Linked DNA regions of Mus musculus: region 2 is linked to region 1. Evidence: chromatin contacts called from public Hi-C data. All regions are on one chromosome and are shown on one strand. Each heading gives the region's core, a stretch centred on a gene start, on an enhancer-like site or on the middle of the called end of the contact. The rest is flanking DNA. Distances are from core to core; before and after follow the strand shown.

Region 1 (6,990 bases), core at 3,270-5,769:
TATGATTTCTCAACAAGTTAGCCAAACAACAGTTTGTTTAACTGGATGAGTCTCTCTGTACTAGGTTACGATTAGCACTGCTTGTTTCTGTGAAGTCTAGCAATGTTAGCCCTCTCACACATAGTGCTCTATATCTATGAGACATGTAGTCTGTCTGGCATTGTGCTAGCATGCACATGCGGGTGCTCTACATATGTAGGACCTTACAGTTTGTCTGGCAATGTTAGCCCTCTCATAAATGGTGCCCTACATATATGGAACCTTGTAGTCTGTCTGAGAGAGATTGTGTTAGCTCCAATAGAGTTGCAGCCTCACAGAGTCTGTGTCTTTGAATTCAGTTAGCTAGGTTTCTGAAGCCATCATTGTAATTGACTTGTTAGCAATAAAGTTAAATTTTTACTTATTTATAAGGATAACTTCAGTTTTGAAGAATATGGACCAGTTCTTAGTTGGCTGAAAACCAGTTTCCCCTTCACCTTAATGCCAACACACATGAAAACCGTGCTTGCGTCCTAAGTGCCTTGTGACTCATCAGTGATTAATTATTCTCATTATTTTGTGGCAAATTCTCATGACCCTCTGCAATGAATTGATCGGCCACTTAGAATGTATGCATATTCATACCGCCGTGTCCCTGCCACAGTCGTTCCGATCTCCTTTGCTGACTGGGGTGTGCTTGGTACAGTAATTGAGCTGCCGTAGATTGATTGCTCTGGGGAGCTGTAAGGCCTTGAAGGTGAAAACGTAACAGTCCTGTTAATTGGAAGCAAAAGCTACGATAGCAACTTCAGCCGTCAAATGTTTCCAGTGTCTAAATGAGGAGAGGTAGGATTTCTACCTCTCTGTGAGCCCTTTACCACTTAAAGAGTCCATCAGATCTGTGCTGGTGGTTCGGAAGACCTCCTGGGAGTTTTCATAAAATACTACTTGAAGACGTCTTTCCTCATCACACTGGTTAATACTCTACTTCTCTCAAATCTGATAGTTTAGACCCTATCAGAGTTTGAGCACCCTCTGTAGCACTGATGATATTCACATAAAATACCTTAAATAGACTACATAAACATAGGATACTTGTGAATAATTTACAGGCGTAATTTGATGAGTAGTTTCTCATACTCGTCCCAATTTTCTTCAGTGTAGTAGTGCACTGTGTAGCCCAGGGCAGAACTCTTCAATGTGAACAGTGTCCCTTTATCATCCAAACCCTGAGTCTCTTCTTCTTAGTGTTATAGATGTATTGAGAGAGTGGATGTGAGAGAGCGAGCACACATGAGTTATGTGTGCGTGCATTGCACTTTCTGCCACTGTGCTGCACACATAGATCCCAGCTGCTGCCTCGCCTTCTGTCTCACTGTAGGAATGCTGCCATTGCTAGACATGGGCCACTATATCTGGCTTTTGAAATGTGTTCCCAGGATTGAATTTGAGTCTTTGGGATTTTATAATAAACACTTTAACCTGCTGAGCCATCTCCTGGCCTGACTGTGACTCTGTCTTTCAGACTGCATATTAAGTATGGCAAAAGCAGTCCCATGTAGAACATTGTCCTCTGAAATCAGCTAGCGCAAACATGTTGGCGTGTGTAAAGTCTCTAGTTAAATGGGTTCTCCTGCACACATTTCTTAAGACATTCTTTCCCCTCCTTGGTGATAATTTGCTTTGGAGATAGAATTCACTTACCATAAAAGCTACACTTTTCATTGTACATTTAGTTAAATTTAATTATCTACAGAATTGCACAGCTATCACCACAGTGTAATAATTCAAGAACATTTCTGAGACCCCCACAAAGAAATGCTAGTGGACATTCACTCTCCTTCCCCCTCCTAACCTGCAGTAACTAATGCTGGCTTCTCTGCCTGTGACTTTGAGTGTTCTGACATTACATATAAGTGGGATTGAATTATATGTGATGTATATGAGCACACTGTAGCTGTCTTCAGACACACCACAAGAGGGCACTGGATTCCATTATAGATGGTTGTGAGCCACCATGTGGTTGCTGGGAATTGAACTCAGGACCTTCAGAAGAGCAGCCAGTGCCCTTAACTGCTTAGCTGTCTCTCCAGCCCCAAATATATATGTCTCATATGTCTCTCCAGCCCAAGTTATATATGTCTCGTATGTTCTGTGCGTGTTTGTCAGGGGTCAACCACAGTATAAAGGGTGAAGACTAAACCTTCATCCTTTCAATGGCTAAATGTTCCAGCAGAAGCCCACTTTTTAGTTTTCACTCACTAGCAGGAATACTTCATGTTGTTTTGTATTTTGGCTATTATAAATAGTGTTTGTGACTCAAATGAAGTTTGGCACGAATCCTTGCGTCCTCAGGTTAGAGGGAAGCTTTTGGTCTTCCCAGGGAGGATGCCATGAAGTGTGCCTTGTCCTACATCAGCAGTTCTCAGCTTGCAGGTCTCCACCCCTTTGTGGGTCGCACATCACAGCTGCGTATAAGACATTTACATTACAGTTCAGAACAGTGGAAAACTCGAGTCATGAAGTAGCAGTGGACTAACATCACAAGCCGAGGAGCTGTATTAAAGGAGGCCACAGCAGTAGGAAGGTTGAGAACTGCGCTTTAGATACTGCATCACTCAAGAGCTTTCCCTTCTCTTCCAGCTTTACTGGATGGCTTCAGGATGAGAAGTTGTTGAAGTTTATCATTGATTTTTATGCATCTATTGTGGTGATCAAGGTTTTGTCATTAATAGAAATATACAAAAAATTAATTTTTATGTACCAATTGTTATGATATTGTCAAGAACATTTGTGTGTGTGTGTGTGTGTGTGTGTGTGTGTGTGTGTGTGTGTGTGTGTATACAGGCACACTCATGCCTCGGTATGGAAGGTACTTTGTGGAGTCTGTTCTCCTTTTTTGGGATCAGGCTGAGATGATCAAGCGTTTATGGCAAGTACTTTTACCCTCCATCTGAGGCAGCTTATCTACCCCTCAAGAGTTCTTTCTCAGCGTCCTGGTTAGAGGGCAGTGCCCACAGAGGCCAGCGGAAGGCATCGGATTCCCTAGAGCTGGAGTTACAGGCCGGTGTGACCCGCTCAGTGTGAGTGTTGGGAATCAAGCTCAAGTCCTGTGGAGGAGCAGTAAGCTCTCTTAATCATTGAGCCATCTCTCCAGTCCTGTAGAGCTTGTGTATAATGTTTCTTTACTGTTGTAATTTTGAGTAATATAAACCAATTTTTCTACTTTATATTTCAGGCATTTATTAACACAGCAAAAGAAATTTATGAAAAAATCCAAGAAGGGGTCTTTGACATTAATAATGAGGTATGTATATGCAAATATTGTTCACTAAACACTAACTTTGAATTGACATCTACCTAGTATTTGGAGTCCTGATTTTATTATTTATTTTTTATTTCTAAAATGGTTCAGTTGGTCATCCATTGGCACATTAGTTAGCAATCGTCTCTCTGAAAGCCTGGTACATAGAGTACAATAGGTAGGTGCTTATGTTACCTGTGTGTGGAGCACTTCAGTTAGGTGCTCAGTTATGGTACATAGAGTACAATAGGTAGGTGCTTATGTTACCTGTGTGTGGAGCACTTCAGTTAGGTGCCATATGCTAGTAGAGTATCACTTACGGAATTGGACTAAAATAAAAGGCCCTGTTTATCCATTGCAAACTGTGAAAAAGAATGTAAACTACCTCAGTTGCAAAGGAAACCTGCGTTTACCCACATGGACTTATTCTTTGGGGAGTAAGATATCCAAAATAAATGCATGGCCTGTGGACTCTTGCAACATGGTCTCTGCTGGTATGAAAGAAGGCAATTCTCAATTTGGAAATACTCTAATTAGAGCAAAACACATTTTTCAGAAGACCAAATAAATATACATAATTAACAGTTGGCATAGCTTTCTCTCGTGTTATTTTGAACACAGTTTGATCAGCATGATTGGGACAAAGTGTGTCATTTAGATGATTGTGAATGTCCACTAGCTGTCATTTTTACCTAAATCCCCTCTCTGTGTTTATCCTTACTTCAAAACGTTTAAGTAAATAGAATATGTTATTTACTTTCATATAAGCATTTCTGTTACTTTGTATTAAAGACATCTAAAAGATGCTCTTGGCCAGTACCTATATGAGGCTCTTAGCAGTTTACCTTTGGTTTCCAAAAAGTACCTGATTTTTTTTTTTTTTTTTAATTTAGAATAGTGTGACTTTAAATCTTACCTTTAGACTTACATGGCAATACTTATTGAGTTAATTTAAAGGTGACACCATTTAGAGACTAATCCCCTATAAATTGAACAGTAATTGGCCCTCTGTTTAAAGGATACATGTGCTGTTTCTGTCTGATTTCATACAGTAGCTAACTGCTTTACTGTGTTTTGTGCAGCTTTGATTGTAATGTGCTGTCAGAAGCCAACAGGCCATGCTATTTATTTGGCCTGATGCCAAGGCTGACTCCTTGATTCCTCAAGAAGTTGCTACCAGCCCAGAGGGGGCAGAACCAATGAGCCATAGGGCAAGCTTTTTATTAAAGAGGAGTCAAAGAGCGAAAAGAAACCACATCAGCCACTGTCAATAGTGAGCCAGTGCCAGAAGCCCCAAGGCTACTACAGTTGCAGAATAACTGCCAAGCACCGTAAATCTGAGATTTACTGTGACGCAGAGTTTCCTTAAGAGCTTCATTTCTGCAGCTACTGTATTACTTTTCTCAAAGTGTTGTATTTTTAGGTAAAATCCACTTGAGGGATTGAGGGTTAAGACACAGTGTGAATTTGACGAATGAAAGAACCACTCTGTGTGTGGGTTCTTGGCAACTTGCCATGTCTTTGGGGATCACAGAAATTATTGATGGCACAGAACACTCATGTTCCTCAGCCTGCACAGCTGATTCAACATGGAACAGAAATGCTGTCTAAAAGAAAGATTTTAAATCCAGTTAGAGTAGCGAAGGCTTTGGATAGCTTTACTCTTTGATAAGCATCCCATATACTAATTGTTACAAGTCCTCTCCTCGCTGTGAACCTCTGACAAGCAGCACTATCTGATTTCTGCTGACCAGTTCTAAAACGACCTCTTTCCAACACATCTCCTCTGTGTTGTTTTTAAAAGAAGCAACAACCCCATTTCAAAAAACCTACTTAAAATATTTTTTAGAGTTGTTTGGCAAAATTAAATCACTAAGAATTATGTGAATTTTTTTAAAAAAAATAATAATCTAGTCTACTGCCTGGTTGAGTCTGCTTTATTTACAGTCCTGTTCTCTTGTACTTCAGGCAAACGGCATTAAAATTGGCCCTCAGCACGCTGCTACCAACGCATCTCATGGAAGCAACCAAGGCGGACAGCAGGCAGGGGGAGGCTGCTGTTGAGTCTGGTGTTACCGGCTAGCTGCCCAGTGGAGCCACGCACTCTGTCACCCTCTTTCCTCATGCTCAGCTGAGACATGAAACTATTGAAATGGCTTTATGTCACAGGAGACTTTAATCCTTCAGATTCTTGTATAACTTTGAATAAATGGTTAATGTTCACTTAAAAAGACAGATTTTGGAGATTGTATTCATATCTATTTGCATTTGATTTCTAGGTCAATTGATGTGATTATTTTTGTTAAATGTTGTCTTGTGCCCTTAACTACGAGCTGAATTGTATTAAACACTACAAAGTCATGGTGAGTATTTTAAATCAGTTTGTGTAGTTAGGTTTCCCAACACCTGTGGTTACCTAATGTTTAATATTATAGGACTGTCCTCAAAAAGTTTGTCAACTTTCAAGGATATAAGGAAAACCAGAACTCTTTGACTTCTGTATTTATCATTTGCTTTCTGTATATATAGTTTAATAACCTGCTTGGGTGTGATTTGCCAAGCTTGAACTCTAATGCATTTGCATAAATTCTACCACTGTTCGGAGCTTGAAGCTACAGAAGCATTGTTAGGAATTGCTTGGACACTGACTTTTCAACTTTTTGACATCGTTAACGAGCATGTTCATCTTTTCTTGTCACTAGTCCAAGAAAACTACGCTTCCTGTGTATTACTAAAGGCTGTGTGTGTGTTAACCTGTTTTAATGCCAAAAGCTATTTGTCCACAAGTTCTTGAGACCGCTTCACAAAAGGATTTGTTTGCCTTAATGAGTGCTGTTGGGTAAAACACAGTGTAATGAGTGGGACGGGCAGAAACAGAAACTCCAACACTACACAACTCCCAAGAGCAAGGCCCACTCGGAGAAGGCACGCCATGCCACTTACTCTTCCCTTAGACACAATAATGGTCCCTTTTCTTCACACAGTTTCTAAGTATATTTTCTTGCAGGGCAGTTTGTCAACCTTGATGTACAGTGACTGTGTAAAATTTTTTTCTTTCAGTGGCAACCTATCTATAATCTTTAAAATATGGTAAGCTTACTGTCTGTTTTGAGGGGGATATGAAAATAAATCTACCAGATGGAAAATCCTGTTCAAAGTAGAAAAGTTTTAGTTGTTTACTCACTGTGGTGGTTTTATCCTCTCGTTTTTCTCCCTTGGTCTAGAATGAAGTTGTTATAGCAGTGCAAAATAAACTCCTATGTACAAAAGTGTCCTTCTCATGATGAGCACATTCACTGTCCTGTCAGAGGAGACGCAGCACCAGTACCCCGGTGAATCGTACTGTAATGGCTGCCTTTTATGGATCTTGCATCAATTTTTGTATCATATGTGGTCATATTTTAATAACAACCAGTCATGGAAACAAATACAACTCCAGTGGTCAGCATGCAGCCTTCAGTGAAGACCCTGTTGTCATTTGTCTTCTAACTTTAAGACACAGTGGATGAAGGAGTAACATTCGGTAGATACGCAGTCTAGACAGCCAACTGGTGCATGGGAACTGAACCTGTTGTGTTTCCATCGTGTTGTTCGAAACCTCACACTATGTATCTCAGTCTGGCTATGAACTCATAGTCTGCCTCCCAGCTACCTAAAGATACAGCTGTGTGTAACCACACTCAACTGAGTTTTCAGTTTGTCTTTAA
Region 2 (6,990 bases), core at 2,765-5,264, 660 kb after region 1:
GCAAGTGCTCTTAACCATAAGGCATCTCTCCAGCCCCTAACCATGTAACTGGTGACTATACAGTTCTACCCAAAGAATTTAGTGTTTGCTCTGATCTCAGTTCTACTGCAATTGAAATTCACCTTGGAAACTGGAATTCAGATGAGGACATTTTACACAATTGCCATTCTATATATGTCCCAGTAGGGTGATGGAAGCCAAAAGATTCTCCCAGACCAAACTGGCATCCATCACAAAGACTAAGTGAACAAACCTCATGGTAATCTTCTCCCACAAAGCAAGTCACTAGCCTTCTGCACAGAAAGTCTTCCCTCATACTGCCTGGTGAGATTTCAGAAATGAGAACTCAACGAGATCCAGATGTCTCTATCTTTTCCTTCTTAGGTTCAAGTATTTATCATCATCTACTATGCCATTGGCTGCTACTGTGTGATGGTCTGCTATGGAAGGGGGTTGGAGATTGTTGGTATTTTTAGATTCTACATCTTTAGAACAGGAAGTTCTACATTTGGGAACAGCAGGCATAAGGCAGTCACATAAAATCTAGAGATCTGGGATTGCAAATGGGTATAGGGGTTGAAGGAATCTTTGGGGATCCTTAGAATTTTTCTGGGTACTAATCCATTCTTGCACTTTGAACTTCAGGTAGATAAACCTTTACATATTGCTGACCAACTCGTGTCTAGATCATAGTGCACTGTATCTCATTTGGGGATCCCACATCAGATATCCTGCTTACCAGATATTTACATTATGATTCATAACAGTAACAAAATTAGAGTTACAAAGTAGCAACATAATAATTTTATGATTGGAGGTCACTACAACATGTGGAACTGTATTAAAAAATTGCAGCATTAGGAAGGCTGAGAGCCACTGGAATAGAGAGATGGGGGTTATAAAAAATATAGAGGTAGCAAACAGAGTGAGAAGGGAAAGTATACACTGTTGTTGGCACTTTGGGGAAAAAGCAAATGTTCACATATATCAGGTACATCTGGTTTAATTATCAGTGTAATTGATATCACTGATACATACCTATAATGCCAGTGCTCAGGAGGCAGAGGGGAAGAATCATGAGTTCAAAGCCATCTTTTGGCACACTAGTAAATTCTAGGATACCCGGTGCTACATGCAACTCTGTCTCCCAAATGAATAGAACCCAAACAAAAGGCCTTTTTACATTATTTTCAGTGAAACTGAATTTTAAACTTGCATATTTAAACTTTATGATATAAGATTGTACTCTTCTAGCTAGTTTGCATCTCTTTACCATGCATCTTTCTTGATGCACTATGGGGCTATGGTTTTCCCAATAAACAATATCAGCATTTATATGATCAGCATATTATGATCTCATGCATATGATTATCCCATCACGTAGAATGTATATAAAACCCAGCTTTATTATTGATGGTGTCATTCAAATGTCTTTATCAATATGCATCAACGTACAGGTCAACTTCAAGCAAAACTTTTCTTTTTTTTCAGAACTACACTTCTGAACTGCCCATGTCTTGGCTTGCATTTCTCTTAGCAGGAATAGAATTGAAAAAGTGAAGTGAAGTGTGTGTGTGTGTGTGTGTGTGTGTGTGTGTGTGTAGGGGGAAAACAGGTGTCAATAAATATTACACCTCAGAAGAAGGGAAAGTGTACAACCTTTTTTTATAAATATATAGTCCAGGCTGGCATTCCATCCTTGTCAGTTTCCTAAGGTATGATGAGATTTTTAAGCCTGTGCCACTACATCTAGTCTACAGAAGTATTAAGATGGCATAAATCAAGAACAAACGAACTATTAGAATGGCTATTATTAAGAAAAAACAAAAACAAAAAATGCTGGCAAGAATTGGGAGAAAGAGATCTTTGTGCATTTTAGTGGAATGTAAATTAGTCCAGTTTCTATGAAAATAAACATGGATATTATTCAAAAAACTAGCATAAAACTACCATGTGATTTAGCATTACCTTCTCCAGAGATATACCTGAGGGGATCTAAGTCAGCATGCCACAGGAATATCCACACAACCATGTTTATTGCATCATTATTCATAGTAACCAATATATGCAACTGGCCTTGGTGCCCCTTAGGAGATTAATGGATAAAGGAAATCACATTATTTTAGCCACAAAAAAGAATGAAGTGATGTCATTTGCTGGAAAATGGATGCAACTGGAAATCACCATGTCAAGTAAAATAAGTCAGGGAAGACAATACAAATATTACTTGTTTTTTCTCTTATGCCGACTCTAAAACAATGGAAGGAGAATGACATGAATGAAGACAGGAACTACTCCAGTACAGGAAGTAGATCAGAGGTGGAGAGAGGCAGAGAAATGATCAAAGTATGCATGTACATGACTGAAAACAGCATAATGGGAATTAATTAGGGAAAGTGTTTTCTTTGGACAAGTTCTCCTTTAGTGTCTTTGCACATGTCTACGATGAGCTGAGCTGTGCCTTTGAAGGCATCCCTCTAACTAAGCTTAAGTAATGAAAGCTCACCATTCCCTGCAGACCATTTTGATGTGCCAAGCCTGTTCAGATCAATTTCTATACAAAATTCATAGCATCATAAAATACTTTAAATACACATATATGTGTTGTGGGTTATGTCACTCATCCATTTACTCTCCCACTCAGGACATTTATTGAAGTACTGTGAAGTTCCAGGCAGCCTTCCATGGCTTACAAGCAGCAGTGGACAAAGTGGAGCTTTCCTCTGCCACGAGAGTTATATATAACACATGTGGGGGGAGAGGAAGGGGGCGGGGGGGAGGAAGAGAGAGAATGCAATAATGTGGGATGTGGGAGCTGGAAGATTAAACATCATGATGAACTATATAATAGGAATATTGGAAAGAGACTCATCAACGTTCAGTTTTTAAATAGATGTGGCAAGTTTAGGCAAATGTATGGAGGACGACTGAGTCACCGTAGCAGATTTACTTATGTCTTCATACTACCCAATGCTCCTGCCAACCTGAGGAGCAGAGGTTGCGGTTGGATGCTGCATTTGTGTCTTTTCTCCATCATTTCTGTTTTGCAAACATTTCTCTTTGTCTTTCCTCTTCAGAAATGAGGCTTTCATCAGGAAGATCTTGCAGCCTATATAAAATTAAGTTTATTGTTTTTGATAATTTCTATTATCTTAAATGAAATTTATATGCATAAATACCTACACAAATTGCTGAGTAGAATTAGAAGACTGTATATCATATATATTTTCAGACTCTTGAAGTACATTTTGACGTGGATCTGTAGGAAGATTATACTTTCTCACTTAATGTCTTAGGATATGGGATACTGTGTGGATTTAAATGTTTTTGTCCTAAACCATACATCATTGCTCCTTTATCGTTCTTTCTTTCTCTCTTTCTCTGTCTTTCTTCTTTTAGCATGTCTTTGGTACTTTATTAAGTTATGCATTGCGTTTTAGTGGTAAGCTGACTTTTAAAATGTTTGTTGGATCTTCAGCATTTTCTTTTTATTATGAAATAGCTATGCATGAAACACATTTGTTGTGATTTTTTTCAAGTGATAATTTACATGCATGATTCTTGAGATTAAAAAATATTTTATGCATTCAACTTTGTTGACCTCTTTCCTGTGATTTCTTTTATTATTCTGCTTAGAAAATGTTTTAAATTTTCATTGATGTATTTAACTTACCTGTTTTTATTTTGACAAGATAGAGTCTTAATCTGAGCCTTTTCCAACAGCCCATTTTCTGAATGTCATGTCATTTGTTAATAAAAATAATTATTTTTCCATAGACATATGGTGCTTTACCATTTGTTTGAAATTTGAAATAATCTGCCCAAAAGAGTCTGCTTTAAATGTGGAGAGTGGTGGTTTCCAGTACTTTTTGTCCTAGTTGTTAAAGGATTACAACAATCCTTAGACTGTATTGCCAGAATGGGTGAGTCCAACCTGCGGAGGCATTTAGGACCCAGGGGAAAGCCAGGCTTGGTACGGAAGGACAGAGTCTCTGGCGCACACGCCTCCTACCCAAATCACAGCCCCATGCAGCCCGGGCTCTCATTCACAGCTTTCTAGAGAAATCTGAGCTCCAACTGCCAGGGTAGGGGATCTCACCCACCCAGTTCAGCCGCGAGGACACCTGCAGAAACACATTCTCAAAGCAAGCCTGGGAGGCGGTGTGAAGGTATTTGTTGCCTTTTTCTTCCTTCTGTGTTCGCAGAGCCTCCCCGCCCGTCCCCGCTCTAGCGGTGCCATGGCTGCGGCGTTTCAGCACTTCGGCGCGTGGACAGCTCCCATCTGCAATCCCACTGCACTCCATCCCTTCTGCACCCCACTCTTCACCGCCTCTGCGGTCCATCCTCTTGCCACGCCACACAGCCTGCGCTCCCCAGCCATCAGCACCCCATCTCCACCATCGCCGTCATCATCTCCACCAGCACCGGCGCGGTAACTACAGTCCACACAACTGTGTCTTGTCACTTAGACAAAGCCTGAGGTCGGCAAGGTAGAGAGGGGAGATCTCAAGTTCTCAGGCATAGAAGGGAAAGTTCAGGTGGAGAGACCCCCTGAAAACAAAGAGAGACGCCTGCTCGAGAGAAAGGTGAAGTGGAGGCAGCAGGAAGAGACCCCAGCAAAGGGACAGATGGGGACTTGCCAGACACCAGCAGTTAGCCAGCTGCCTTTCAGCAGATTAGAGACTGTTTAGTTCAGGAAATTAACATGGCCTGAGGCATAGTATGATTCCAGGAAGAAATGTTAGCTCAGTCCCGATATTCTGGTTTTCCAATGGAGAGTCACCAGGAAGCAGGGTGGGGGATGATGGGTGACTCACAGCACCCACATGGCTGTTTTTCTTCCTAAGCATTTACCATAGAAACTCTGAAATTAAGTTTTTATTGAACTGTTTTATAAAATGAGAACCCCAAAGGTTAATTTAACTCTGTGGCCAAAATAAAAAATAAAATGACGGTCGTAAGAACCTAACAAATAAGGCTAGGAGATTCTATTTGCTCTAACATCTCCTTTTCTTGTCTACTTAGTTCAATTACCCAATCTTAAATCTCTCCTAGAAGAAGAACAGATATACCCCTTGCCCAAATGGCCAAAGTGGTAATGATATTCAGAGCAGATGGCCTGGCTTTGTTCATTACTAGTCAAGGACTGGCTCAGATTTGGGAGGCGAGATTTTTGTGTGCTTTCTCAGTAATCAGGCGATAACACCATTTTCCTATAAATAGTAAAGGGTAATAGAGTGCAGAAATTGAAAAGGCATTTTATGTAACCGTGGTTTGCCTGGCTCTGCTTTGCAGTGCTATCATTTTCTATCAAAGCTGATGGGGAGTTGGAACATCTTTCAAATAGCCCATTAATTTGGACCTGATGGTCCAGTCCTGGGTCACAGCACCTATTTGATTTAACCAGGATCGTTTGCTTTATAAGAGCTAACAAAGTACAGCAAACAAGTGCTTTCACCTGTCATAAAGAAGTGTCTGGAAAGGGACTCTTTGAATTGATTTTACCGAACTGCAAAGTATTGTAGTTTCTTTTGCTGCTGTTTTTGTTTTGTATATTTTTTATTGTTTTTGTCAACATAAAATCAGGATCTTAATCTCAATGCGTGGTATCTAAGTAGAAATGTTGTTAGGTCATTGGTCACAAGAATATTTAAGCTAAAGCATAGAAAACCCCACTCAACAGTACCCTGGTGTATTTAATCTGTCTCTTGGAGAAGGGACACTGAAGCTAGTTTTGTTCTTGCTTCTCTTTAGAGGCACCACCCAAAAGAAAAGAGACTCACAAACAGATATGTTCTGGAAAAAGCTTTGTGCAAAAATTTATGCTCAATAATCTTTATGGATGAGGACTAGTCATGTCATGACAAAAGTTTGCGTATAGTTACTAATTATATGAACTTAGGCTCAGTTCTATTTGTCTCTAAATTTTACTCACTTTTTTAAGCTTAAAGCATGAAAATATTTGGCAAAGCCTATGCATTTAGTCACATAGCTACTGTCCTTAGACTGACAATATGCACAACAACCAGGGACTCTCAAGACTCTGGGAAAGATTAAAAAAAAAAAAAAAAACAACTCCCTTATCTGTGTGCAAACAATGGTCCAGACCAGGAGGTTGGAAAATGTGTACGTGTGGCCAATTTGAGCTGCTTCACCAGAAACACAGGCCCCGAATGCAAAGCATCCAAAGACGCTGTCTTCCTGTACTTAATGCAATTTCCTGAGGCTGGTAAGATTTCAAAGCAGGGCTGCTTCAGCGAGATTTACAGGCGCCTGTCTCAGAAGCAGTGCTTCTTTTCCCTGTCTGAAATATGCCAAGCTTATTAATTTTTATAGTGTGCTACTGTTGTGGCTTTCACACATTTCTTAGCTAGGTCTGTTTATTTTTCATATTGATAAAAACAAAACTTTCTTATTTAAAAATGTATTTAAAGGCAAAAAGAAAGATTTTTCCCCCCATAGCCTAGTGCCCTTTTTGTGGATGTGTTTATGGAAGGGTACAGAATTTTAGAATCTGAATGTATAGCTGAGAGGTCCATTTCCCAGAGAATGAAGTCTTGTACTCTGAGAACTGGTTATGTCGGCCTACATATTTGGGCTTGATACTAGAAACACCCTGTTATCTCTGAGAATCTGCCCCTGACTTCACAAACTCTGTTGCTGCTGAACCACCCTTCATAAATGGACTCTGGCTGGCTTTGATCTTCTCTGCTCTTGTGACACTGTGACTCAGGCAGAGGAGGTGACACGCAGCACAGAGATAAAAAGCATGGCAATTGTACAAATATATTAACTCAGAAAACCCCCCAGGGTCATTGAGATAGCTGGTCCTCCATTCTTACACCCTTCCCCAAATAGTCATTGTTTAGATAATTATTACTCATCCAGATTTCCCGGGAAGGAAGCTTTAAGAGAGGGGCCATAGTGTGAATGACCACAAGTCTGTGACCCTCATTTGCCCAAGTGCTGTGTCTCTTTAGAGAAAACTGG

What was found. A called contact is a pair of places that touch in the nucleus more often than the background predicts.
Region 2: a Hi-C map of cerebellum shows a contact between it and region 1, with 1.8 times the contacts expected there. The contact joins the promoter of Clvs1 here to the enhancer-like site in region 1. A contact is called at or near these places in 3 of 39 promoter capture datasets (cranial neural crest, hippocampal neurons and pre-B cells) and 2 of 484 Hi-C or Micro-C datasets (cerebellum and cortical neurons).

Annotation. Positions count from the first base shown.
Region 1 is chr4:8,601,157-8,608,146 of GRCm38.p6, forward strand. Rab2a (RAB2A, member RAS oncogene family) reads left to right here. Exons shown (of 8, transcript NM_021518.3): 7 at 3,218-3,286; 8 at 5,252-6,546. The coding sequence ends at 5,347. Among named protein-coding and RNA genes, the nearest start is that of Gm42253, 40 kb to the right of the region's middle. Within about 2 kb of position 4,520, at least 41 of the 459 cell types and tissues checked have an H3K27ac peak or open chromatin away from gene starts, as enhancers often do. A contact at or near this core is called in cerebellum and cortical neurons, where this site is marked.
Region 2 is chr4:9,265,303-9,272,292 of GRCm38.p6, forward strand. Clvs1 (clavesin 1) reads left to right here and starts at 4,015. Exons shown (of 6, transcript NM_028940.2): 1 at 4,015-4,169.